Regions from separate parts of the Triticum aestivum genome. Here region 1 is linked to region 2. Evidence: chromatin contacts called from public Hi-C data. All regions are on one chromosome and are shown on one strand. Each heading gives the region's core, a stretch centred on a gene start, on an enhancer-like site or on the middle of the called end of the contact. The rest is flanking DNA. Distances are from core to core; before and after follow the strand shown.

Region 1 (2,700 bases), core at 173-2,672, 230 kb before region 2:
CGTCTGTTTCTGTGCTAGGGTCGCGGCAGTACCGTGGGACGGTACGGTTGTACCGCACGGTTGGATCTTTTCCACACTATATAAAGGGTCTCCTTCTTCCCCGTTGACTCACCTCTTCCATCATTAAAACTCCATTATTGCTCCAAGCTCCATTTTCGCCCGATCTCACTCCCTAGCCAACCAAACTTGTTGATTTGCTCGGGAGTGGTTGAGAAGACCCCGATCTACACTTCCATCAAGAGATATTTGATTCCCCCTACTAATCCCTTGCGGATCTTGTTACTCTTGGGTGTTTGAGCATCCTAGACGGTTGATGTCACCGCGAAGCCACAGTCCATTGTGGTGAAGCTTCGTGGTGTCGTTGGGAGCCTCCAATTGAGTTGTGGAGATTGCCCCAACCTCGTTTGTAAAGGTTCGGTCGCCGCCTCCAAGGGCACCAATAGTGGAATCACGACATCTCCCATTGTGTGAGGGCGTGAGGAGATTACGGTGGCCCTAGTGGCTTCTTGGAGAGCATTGTGCCTCCACAGCGCTCCAACGGAGACGTACTTCCTCTCAAAGGGAAGGAACTTCGGCAACACATCCTCGTCTCCACCGTCTCCATTCTTAGTTATCTCGTGCCTTTACTTGTGTAGATTATTTGTTTCATATATCTTGCTTGCTTGTGTTTCTATTCGTGTTGCATCATATAGGTTGCTCATCTAGTTGCATATCTAGACAACCTACTTTGATGCAAAGTTTAAATTGCTAAAGAAAAGCTAAAAATTGTTAGTTGCCTATTCACCCCCCTCTAGTCAACCATATCGATCCTTTCAGCATTGATTCCCGCGGGAAACGAGGCGATGTGGACGACGAAGCGGCGCGTCGCTGACAGGGCGGGTCCATCACAGTTCGCGCCAAAAACGGTCCGTCCGGCGCCCCCAGGCGATCCCCAGCACGCCGGGTTCGAGTTGGATACGCCGGCGTCAATTTCTGCCCAATCCGGCGGAAAACGGATTCCTGAAGGCGCGACTGGGCTATTTTTTCGGCACCGGTGCCGAAAAAGTGTCCTGGGGTGCCTGTTGGGGACGCGGCTGGAAATGTTCTATTGTGAGGCGAGGAATGAGGAGTGACTAGGCGCTGTCCGCGGACGCATCCCAGACATTGTGGGGCAAACTTTGTAAAGTCTGATTGTAGATGCTCTACGATATGTTTTTATTTTCTTCGAAGCAGAGAAGAGAGAACCCACCGGAGCTCGACACCCATGCACGGACGTCACTTCCTCTTTGCGTTGCCTCGCAATTTCGCGGTGACGAGGATCCTAAACCGTGGTCCCGCGTGTCTGGCCTGGATACGGCCGGTCGAGGGGCAGACCCGTAGATATCCTCGAAGAAGGCGCCCCAGAGACGAGCCGAACCGCTTTCCACGCCCGACTTCACTCCTTCCAGCCAGCCAGCCACCTTTCTTCTCCTTTGGTTTTTTTCTATCCGATTGATCGATCGACCGCCGAAAAGAGCTTTTTCTCTCTATAGCGTTCCGCCTCACCGCGGCATCTCCCCTCTAAAAGGAAGCACCGGACGCCGACGCCACGTACCGGAGCACCCACCAGACTCCTCCTCCGCAGCTCTGCTCAGCTCACCTCAGCTCCCTCCCCCTCTCCGCAGCGGCAGCGCAGCGAGCGAGCGAGCGACCGGCGATGAAGAAGTGCGCGTCGGAGCTGGAGCTGGAGGCCTTCATCCGCGGGCGGGGGCTCGGCGCCGAGCAGAAGCCCGGCACCGCCGCCGTGGGCACCGCCAACGGGCCCTACGGCCTCTTCTCCGCCGCCGACCTCTCCGGCGCCTTCGGCTTCGCCGACGCGGTGAGTCCGTCGCCCTCGATCGATCTCCTCCTGTTAACGTAGCGCAGCAGAGGAGCTGATGAAACTGTGGCGCGTACTGCATAGCACGGAATTTTTGGATGCTTATGGCATGGCATGTTCTGAATTTCTGATGATCATACGCGACATATGCATATATTTTTTCCCCTTGATGGCATGAGATGGTGCTTGCATCATTCCTGCCGACTAGAATTAATTGAACCACCTGCGGCTTGTGGGTGAGATGCGGGCCATGCGATGCGACCTAGCCTTTCCTCTTGGCAACATGCACGCTTAACATCCTTGAGAAAGAAATCATATTTATTTAAAAATATAACTATATTTTGGAGGTGGACGAAAGATTCCCATATGCCAAAGTTAGGAGTGTGTGTGTGTGTTCAGTCTTTCTTTTCTTTCATTCGAATTTCGGTCATCAACTGAAATCAGTGGCTTTTATGGTGATTTTGGCTTTTTCAATTCGGCCAACACCAAAAGTTGTGTTCGAATTTGACTGAAATTCAACCAAAAAATTATCAAATTTTGTCAAACATCTGAATTCTATGTAGTACTAGAAGATGCAAACGAATAATACACCTTTGCTATGCATGATATGTTCTGATGTAGAGCTCCACTTGGGCGATTGTTTTCACTGTACTGAATTTCTTTCGTTTTTTCCCAACTAAGCAGACCCTGAATGGAACAATTCAGACTCACTTGTGGTCTCAGTCCCCGAACCTCGGCGCACGGCATCCCGCGGTCTCCACGACAATCGAGTCGCAGTCGTCAATCTATGGTAAATGCATCCAACATAGTTCCTCTTCCACAGTTTTCAGTGAGTTCATATGATTGTGTTTAGAAGAAGAATG
Region 2 (2,700 bases), core at 121-2,620:
CATGTGTTGCCTTGGGTTCTCGTCCACTAGTGGATGTGTGTTCCATCGAGGAAGCTATGTAGTTATCTCGTGTTTTTGTTCATCCCTGTGTTTCCCTTCTCATTTCTTCCTATAATTTTTGAAGATCGCCCCCCCTCAAGGGATACACCCCATATCACAACGCGAGTCTCAGGCTTGAGAATCATAGGCAGAGAAATGCAGTTAAATTGACGATCCCTCAAGGCAGGTGGCTCGGGTTGATTTGTGGTCGTAGGATGCCATCCGTGGTCTCGGGGTGTGACGGTTGTTGGTGCGTGGGGGCTCGAGTCTTAGATGTCGAGGCGGCGACCCCAAAAGGTGGGTTGCACAGTAAACTCTTTGGCGAGCCTCGTGGTAGTAGTGTTGGCAACTGTTCTTGGCAATGTGGATATCGAGGGTGAGGGCATTGCCATTGATGGTAGCTGGGCCTGGTCTAAACGCGAAGACCAAAATCCAAGTGTGACGGGATCCCCGTCACGGTCGGCTCAGTGACCAGGTTCCTCGGCAAGGTGAGGGAGATACTTTTAGTGAAATCTCAATACTTTGGCGCCGACATCGGCGATGCCTGCGGGTGTTGCCTCCCTCCTAGGGGTGCCTCTGTGGGCCTTCCCTTCCTTGCTTGCCGGATCTCTAGTGAAAACCCATGTCCGTTCTGTCGGACTGGGCGACATGGTGCGGTGCGTCGTTACCCTCTTAAGGGAGTAGTCCAAGCATTCATGTTCGGGTAGCGTCGCGCCGATGTTTGCGGGTAGGTGTGTATCATGAGGCGGAACTTCTTCAGCACCGCCATTTGGCGGTCTTGTTTGTTTTCTCTCCTTCATCTTGGGACGTGAGTTCTCTGTCGGTCAGTTTCTTCAGACTATTCTGGTTGTCGTTCCGACACTCCTGTACTTTTGCTCGGTGGCAAGCCAGCGGCGTCCGGCCATGCATTCCTTGTGCATTGCCCGCGCCCTCGCCTTGCTTCGTCCTAGTTTTCGTTGATCTGGTTTGTAAGAGGATAATCCAATCACCTTGTATCGCTAGGTCTATTGATTTTATCCACAAAGCAGGGCGAAAACCTCTTCGCAATCTCTCTCTCTCTCTCTCTCTTAGAATGACAAGGTAGATCACTTAGCCCAGAACAGCGTTGCTTAGCACTCTTGCTTAGCCAGTGCTCTCCAAAGCACTCTACCCACCAAGAGAGGGACGTCAAAGCCCCAAAGCAAAGGCAGATGTAATTCTTTTCTCTGGCAAAAGACAGCAAACGAAGGAAAAAAAAGCCAATCTACCACTAGACACCCCCACACTTTTTCTGCAACGCGTACCCCACCCCCGAACGTTCAAAAAGCCTCCCCCCACACCATCTTTTCTCGCACTACTCGTTTCCCCCTCCCTCGCCCCTTCCCCAGCCTCGTAGAAAAAGCCTTCGCCTCGCCTCACCAGTGCACGCACACAGACGCCGGGCCAACCAAATCCGAGATCAAAAGCGGGCGGCAGGCGAGGCGATCGCCGAAAAAAGCGAAAGCCGCCACCTCCGCGCCGGCCCGGGGGAGGAAAAGCGATAAAGCTTAGCGGCTAAGGCGACGACGAAAGCGAAAGCGAAGGCGGGATTTAGTAGATAAGTAGCGGCGATGGTGCCGAGTGCCGAGTCTCGCCTCCTCCGCAAGGACGCCTCACGCGATGGAGCCGGAGATCGTGGAGGTCGAGCCGCTGCGGTACGCACCGGCGCCGCAGTGGCGGGCGCCCCCTCCTCCCCCGCCGCTCCCGCCGCCGCCCATGACGGCGTCCTCCAGCGCGAGCGCCGCGGAGGCGAGCGCCAGCGCCAGCGCCGTCACGGCGGCGCTGCAGTTCGACAGCGAGAAGCTCCCGCAGACGCTCGTGCTGGAGATACGGCCGTTCCTGCGCGTCGCCAACCAGATCGAGGCCGAGTCCCCGCGCGTCGCGTACCTCTGTAAGCGCCCGCACGATAACTCTCCCTCGAGTGTTCTCTAGGACTTTTCACCTTATGATGGTGGTAGACTGCGGCTCGCTGGTGCCCGCGACGTGCTCGAGGAAATGCCGGCAGCTCAGGGAGGACCTGGGGTGCAAGATGGACGTTGAACGTCGATGTGTGTAAGTGGTGCAGTGTGTATGTCATTTGAGATCCTGTCGGTGACTGTATTCAGGATAACGCGGGTACGAAACCAGCCTGAAGAGATTCGAGGTGGTTTGGTGCCACTCGTTTCAGTTCAGGAGTATTCTATCTTTTGTGTTGTCATATCCTCTGATGCCGGAAGTTTATGGTTGGTGATCGTGAGTTCTCGGGTGCTTGGTCGTCCATTGCTGCTTTCCACCATCGCTTAAGCATCGTTGCTGATTTAGTTACATCTGGTAATTTGTAGATTCTGCAAAGGATGAGGGGCGAGGCTACTTGGCAGCTCACATGCTTAGCACATCACCTTCTTGAATCTTGAATATCCTTGTCTTCCACTTTCATTTAAAAGAAATGTGTTGTAGGACCAGATGTTAACTGGTTATATTCCAAAGGCTAGAGGGTCTGTTCTAGAATCAGCCAAAGATTCTTCCACAAAGAACATTCTTCTTTAGCAGTACTACCTTTCTGCTTATTTCCCTTCGTTAGCAGAGTAGGTTGTTGGAAGCCTTAAAAATACAGGTAGCTTGATCAGCAGGCAAGTGAAAAACATTCCTTAATTTGGGCTGCAG

What was found. Hi-C and Micro-C count contacts between places; a contact is called where the count stands out from the background.
Region 1: a Hi-C map of leaf shows a contact between it and region 2, with 4 times the contacts expected there. The contact joins the promoter of LOC123132541 here to the promoter of LOC780671 in region 2. A contact is called at or near these places in 2 of 5 Hi-C or Micro-C datasets (both in leaf).

The regions. Positions count from the first base shown.
Region 1 is chr6A:146,130,778-146,133,477 of IWGSC CS RefSeq v2.1, reverse strand. LOC123132541 (bZIP transcription factor RISBZ4) reads left to right here and starts at 1,422. Exons shown (of 5, transcript XM_044552370.1): 1 at 1,422-1,837; 2 at 2,522-2,627. The coding sequence starts at 1,676.
Region 2 is chr6A:145,903,826-145,906,525 of IWGSC CS RefSeq v2.1, reverse strand. LOC780671 (putative callose synthase 8) reads left to right here and starts at 1,370. Exons shown (of 41, transcript XM_044552364.1): 1 at 1,370-1,948. The coding sequence starts at 1,678.